Regions from separate parts of the Mus musculus genome. Here region 2 is linked to region 1. A link is a contact called in public promoter capture Hi-C data. All regions are on one chromosome and are shown on one strand. The core of a region is the stretch at or near the end of the contact, and the rest is flanking DNA. Distances in the headings are between cores, read along the strand shown.

Region 1 (2,858 bases), core at 156-2,655:
TAAGAACATTCCCTGCTCTTCCCAGCACCCACACGGTGGCTCACAGCTGTCTGTAACTCCAGTGACAGGTGATCTGACACTGTCTTCTGGCCTCCTCGGGCACAGCACACAAGTGACAAATATAACATGTAGGCAAAACACCCACGCACACAAATAACAAACTAATAAAGAAAAAAAAAATAAAATAACCTCTTCTACTTGGCTTTTTCCACACATATTTCATTAGAGCAAAATCAAAGCGTTTAGAGTCACACTAAGAAGCACGGGTCTCAAAGAGGGTGGAGGCCCACCCAGACTTGGCATCCCGCAGTTCTCAATATTAAGACTGAGGTTTTAAGAAACTGAAGCCAGCCTAGACTATATAAAGACTCCACTCTGTCTCAAAACTCAATTAATTCAATAACAATTAAAAAGTGTAATGTGTCACATAGGTATTGTTACAAAAGAACAATTAATTATTCCTTAAACAGTGACTAAGCCTCACATGCTTCCTATATAATTAGTCACTCACATGATTTGAACGTGATTTTGAGAATTATAACAAGATGAAGCACTTTCTAGTCTTTTCTTAAATGAACAAAAATTTTAACTGAACAAACTGGTAGTAAAATGTGTAGCATTTTTGTTTGACTGGAAATTTCTAAATCCGAAAAGCTCGCTAGGAGCGTGTTAACTACTGCTACAAAAATAATGCTAGCCTGTGCTTTTACTGTTAATATTATGCTTAAGTTGTACCCATCCATCTTTTTTCTCATTTTGAAAGTCATGCGCTACCAGAGTAAAGTTTTGACTCCAACAAATATCGGTTGTTCTGGGCTATTTAAAGATTCTGGGAGTTTTCCTTCTCATCCTCCGCGCCTGGCTCTCGCAGCACCTTCAAAACAGTCAATAAATACGAAAACTGCAACCACCAGGGCTTAGATGTGTGCTTACGGGAGCGATGCGAATTAAACCTGGTAAGTCTTAGGTCTCTAGTTCAAGACTGCCCTCGGCAGCAAAAAGGGTGTCCAGTACTGCACTTTTTTTTTCCCAAAGGGACGGGTGTTAACGAGCTCGGGAGAAAGCAGGAAGTTTGTATCAGCAACTTAAGCCTCGTACGAACAAGGCTTTTCCCCCACTCCTGCTCTGGGTGACTGGAACAACCCTTCTCGGTATCCCAATCTCGGACAGGCAGGAGTCGGGCGAGCCAGAGACGCACCGAGGCTGCCCCCCGCCGTCGAGAGCGGCGCCGCCCCTTCGCTCTCCGCCGGGGTTTCCAGGCACCCAGGCCGCCGCCCACTTTCGCCTTGCACACAGCGCGCCGGGCACCGCACTCACCCACATCTTGCTCGAACGGGTTGGCAGTGAACAGAGGCATCACGCCGGCAACCCGAGCTGAATCCCGACGCTCTGGCGGGACTCCGACTGCCCCAGCTGGGCGACCCGCCGCGGCTTCCTAGACGGCTTGGCCCAGCGGTGCCTTCACTTCCGCCGCCGTGCCTGCCCTGCGCGCGCCTGCCTGTCCGGCGCCCGGCCGCCGCGGCTCCAGCCCCACCGGTGGGGCCGCACGACGCTTGGCTGAGCTCTAACACCCTGTAGTGGCCTCTCTGCTGTCCCAAAGACGTGGCAGCCCCCGATCCGACGCCTGATCAGACACGGCAGCCGCCACAGTCACCTTTCCGCAGTGAGGACCCGAGAGAGCCACGGGGCCCAGGGGAGGGGCTTCAGGGCCGGAAGTTGTGGTAGCTGGAGATGCCAGAGGCCGCCGAGCTTGCAGATCCTGAGTGGCGAGGCGGGGTGCGTGGCTCGGGAATGTCGTTTCCTTCGCCCCAGGTTGTGACAGCAGCTCTTCTCGAACCCGAGTACTTCCTGGGTACCAGGTCAGGTCTTGCTACTCGGACCCCGCGCCCGCATCGCGTCTGGTTGCTATGGAAACAGCTGTCGCCTTATGAGAGGCGCTGAGAATTGCCGCCTGGGTTGTAGATGCTCATGGGATCCCGCGGTTAACCAAGCCGAAATAGTCACCCTGGAAAGCGGCTGTGGAGAGACTCTTTGCTTCTCATTTCTCCTGCATGAAAACAGAGCTTGGACCATGGAATATAAAGACGAGTGAAGGGACTGGAGAGGTGGCTCAGCAATTAAGAGCGCTTGCTGCTGAGGTTTTCGTACCTTCGCGGAGGCAGGGGTTACAGCAGTCTGTAATGCCTAGTTCCTGGGAACCCGACACCCTCTTCTGGCTTCCGTAGGCATCTACACTCACCGTCCTATACCCACATGCAGACACGTAAAATTAAAAATCTAATGCCTGGCGTTGTGGCCCACGCCATTAATCCCAGCACGTGGTAGGCAGAGGTAGGCGGATCGCTGAGTCATGTTCAAAGATGAGTGAAGTGCACTCAAGCATTATAGTGCAAAAACATTTATAATGACTTAGTTATGTATAAGAGTCATAAATCCGGGTTCCCACCAGATCCAGCCAGGCATTTAAATAAGTATAAGTGTGCAAACACTCTTCCTGCAATACGTTGCCCTGTACGTCTTCACCCTGCTTCGTATCTGTTCATATCATTTATCACTCTCTATAGTACAGATAATTGTAGTATCCTTATTCATTAGACTATAAATTCCATGAGTTTTGTTCACAGTGTGAACGCAGGATCTAAAAAACAGTATCTGGTAAGAAAGTGCACGGTAAGTACTTTTAGAATGTGGCCATGGCTTTTGAATGGAAAAGCACACATCTAAAGCTGGCACCTTGAGCCGACGAAATCACTTGGCTGTAAAAGCCCTTCTAGCCCAAGCCTGAAGAGTGATGTTCAGCACCCAGAAGCCAAGGCAGAAGGAACCAACTCCAGAAAGGTGTCTTCTCCCCGCCACAC
Region 2 (2,858 bases), core at 230-2,729, 120 kb after region 1:
AGCCACACTGACTGTTACTCCAAGTTCTTTATCTGAACAGTACAGATCTATTGAAATCTCATCCAACCCTGTAAGAAAGGCGTCAATGCCATTATGACTTTCTTAGATGATGAAATTAGGGCACGAAAAGTTAAGCAAGGGCCATGAGACCAGGCATTCATAGCTACTAAGGAAAAGTTGGGGCTCTTGATATATCCGGGTAGGATGCAATTTACTTGCTTTCTTAAGAAGATAGCCCAGGGTTGGAGAGATGAGTACTGGCTGCTCTTCTAAAGGACCTGGGTTCAATTCCCAACCCCCAGGCAGATCACGTCTGTCTGTAGCTCGAGTTCTAGGGAATCCTGATGCCCTCATATAGATACACATGCAGGAAGAACACTAATTAATGCCTCTGAAATAAAATAAACAAAACAAAATAAGACGATAGCCTAAGCTGCAAAGAGTACCACAGCTTCTTGGGCTCCATCTCTCAGCTCAGGGAAATTCTGGTGCCAGGCAGAACTCATGGTATGAGTAGCTTTAATCAAAAGTTCTACATGGGCTTGAAATCTACAGCAAGGGCAGCTGGCTAAAGTCACGTATAACAGTGCATTTCCAAGCCCTCATAACATCTAGTTAAGTTCAGAGGGACAGAGTTGAGCCTAATATTCTCTGTGAAACACTTGGGGCAAATCTGCTTTGGAAGCAGGATGGGTGCAGTCAACGACCACCCTCATGCAAAATAGTTATTTGTGTAAACTGTCTTCCTTACTAGATTTGAAAGCATTGCAGGGCTGAGTGTCTCAGCCTATGAAATCGTAACTCCCGTCATAGGTCTTTGACAGTTATTTTCTTTGAATTGTCTATTGTGGATTGAATTCTTGTAAAAACTCACACATACTATAAACCCCACATTTGCTTATAAAACATCCAGTTAGATCAAAGACCATGCAACATAGATGCCGAAGAACCCGTACCACGTCTCCACCTGTAGTTCGTGAAGTTGGGCATTGCCAATACCCGGGGTGGGGGTCTCCTATTCAACTAGATTCTCTCACAGGGTTATACTCTTCTGAAACTTAAATCACGCGTTTCATGATTGACTGGAGTCATTCACTCATTCTTCAAACGTGCTGAAGTGTCAGATTTTACGTAGGCGAGGCAGGTCTTCAAACTGTCGGAGTGAGGGAGGTCGAGATAAAAGTGACTAAAGCCACCTTTCACGGCGTCCAGCTTGTTTTTGCTGCAAGCACCCCAACTACAGCGCGGCCCTCCAGGAGCGCGCGCGGTTTCTGCGCGTGGCCGGTTTGGGCCGAAACTACGCGTCCCGGCAGTCCGCGGGGCGGGTGGGCGGAGCCGGGCCGGGGGCGGGGGCCGAGAGGGGGCATTGTGTCGGCCAGCCGTGCGCGAACGTCCGCTCGCTGTGGGGCCGGGGCTGAGGTGTCAGCGCCGCTGCGGCCGGGGCGAGAGGCGGACGAGCAGGAGCGCGCAAGCGGCCGCGGGTGCCGGCGGGGGCGGCGGGAGCACCATGCGGATCGGCGCCCAGCGCCCTGCAGACCCCTCGCGAGGCAGAGAGGCCGGGGCGGCGCCGGGGCGGCGGGGAGCATGAGGACGGCCGGGGACCGGCTGGGTTCGGAGCTCTGCTAGGAAGCGGCGTGCGCTGAGCACTAACCGGGACGCGGCGGAGGGCGGGAGCCAAGCGCCCGGGGCTGTGGGCATTTTGGACGCGGACGCAAGGGGCCCGGAGCCAGCCGGGGCTCCGGCACGCAGCCGACATGGGCAACGCGGGGAGCATGGACTCGCAGCAGACCGATTTCAAGGCGCACAACGTGCCATTGAAGCTGCCGATGCCCGAGCCAGGTGAACTGGAGGAGCGCTTTGCCATCGTGCTGGTGAGTGAGTCCGCTGCGGCCGGGCGCGGGGCCCCCGTGGGGCAGGCGGCGCAGATGACCCGGCTCCTCCGGTCCCAAGGGCGAGGCTCACACCTTCCCCATTGTGGGCTCCCAGCCTCGCTTCTCTCAGCCTCCGTCCTTGCGCTCTCCAGGGGTCCTCGGATGGGGAGAGGAGCTCGGGCCGGGCTACCCCGGCGGCCACGAACCCATTGTCTGGCGGGAGCAGCACCTCGCAGCGCGTGTGCCGGGAGGTGCAGAGTGGGTGTGAAGGGAAGGTGGCTGGCCGGGGAGGAGTGAGGGACGGGCCGCTAAAGCTTTTTGTTTAAAGAATGAAAAGCAACCGGCAGACCCCGACCCTCTGCGTAGCATCCCCCGGACGCGCAGCTCTGGGCCTTGCGGGGTCTGCTGCAGACGCGCGCAGGTGGCTGGCCGCAGGCGCCGCGCCCGCACTCGGTCGGCCGAACTTGGAGGGTGGACCTCGCGGCTGGGCAGATGGACAGCTCCCCAGAAAGAGAAAGAGGAGGCCGGCAGCTGAGTGGCGCCGTGGTCCCTCCGCGAGGGGGAGGCATCTGAAACCCAGACGCGGGTGGGGAAGGCGGGGGGTGGGGGAGAAGCGCCCCGGGCAGGGGAGAACCTCAGTGTGTTCCCTTTGGTCTTAAATCTTAAACCACAAAAATGTGCAGTTTGGCTGGGACGTGTTAAGAGCCGTCCTGACTTCACGGACGACCCCAGTTCCTTCAGTCGAGTCCATGGCTCCCTCCCGCATTCCGCATCACTCAGCCTTCCCGTTCCAGCTTCTCAATCAAAGACTGGAATCCTCTCTCTCCGTTTCCTTTTGGGACTAAGTTTCTGGGCTCTTCCCACCCGGAGTCTGCCTTGCTGTGAGCTCAAAAGGGTGTGACGCCTTTTCCCTTGCCCCAGAGAGCGTCCCAAGTGCAGTTGGTTCCTGGTTTCTCAAGTTTTAAGATTCCACCTTCTCTTAAGGGG

Evidence for each region. Capture Hi-C pulls out chosen DNA fragments and counts their contacts.
Region 2: a promoter capture Hi-C map of adipose tissue shows a contact between it and region 1. The contact joins the promoter of Fmnl2 here to the promoter of Stam2 in region 1. A contact is called at or near these places in 6 of 39 promoter capture datasets (the 3T3-L1 cell line, 3T3-L1-derived adipocytes, embryonic stem cells and 3 more), 12 of 484 Hi-C or Micro-C datasets (8-cell embryo, B cells, embryonic fibroblasts and 4 more), 5 of 115 datasets of contacts at active chromatin or transcription factors (astrocytes, epiblast stem cells, extraembryonic endoderm stem cells and 2 more) and 2 of 9 other capture datasets (adipose tissue and pancreatic islet).

What each region holds. Positions count from the first base shown.
Region 1 is chr2:52,740,744-52,743,601 of GRCm38.p6, forward strand. It overlaps Stam2 (signal transducing adaptor molecule (SH3 domain and ITAM motif) 2), which reads right to left and starts at 1,406. Exons shown (of 14, transcript NM_019667.2): 1 at 1,318-1,406. The coding sequence starts at 1,357.
Region 2 is chr2:52,856,389-52,859,246 of GRCm38.p6, forward strand. It overlaps Fmnl2 (formin-like 2), which reads left to right and starts at 1,480. Exons shown (of 27, transcript NM_172409.2): 1 at 1,480-1,871. The coding sequence starts at 1,755.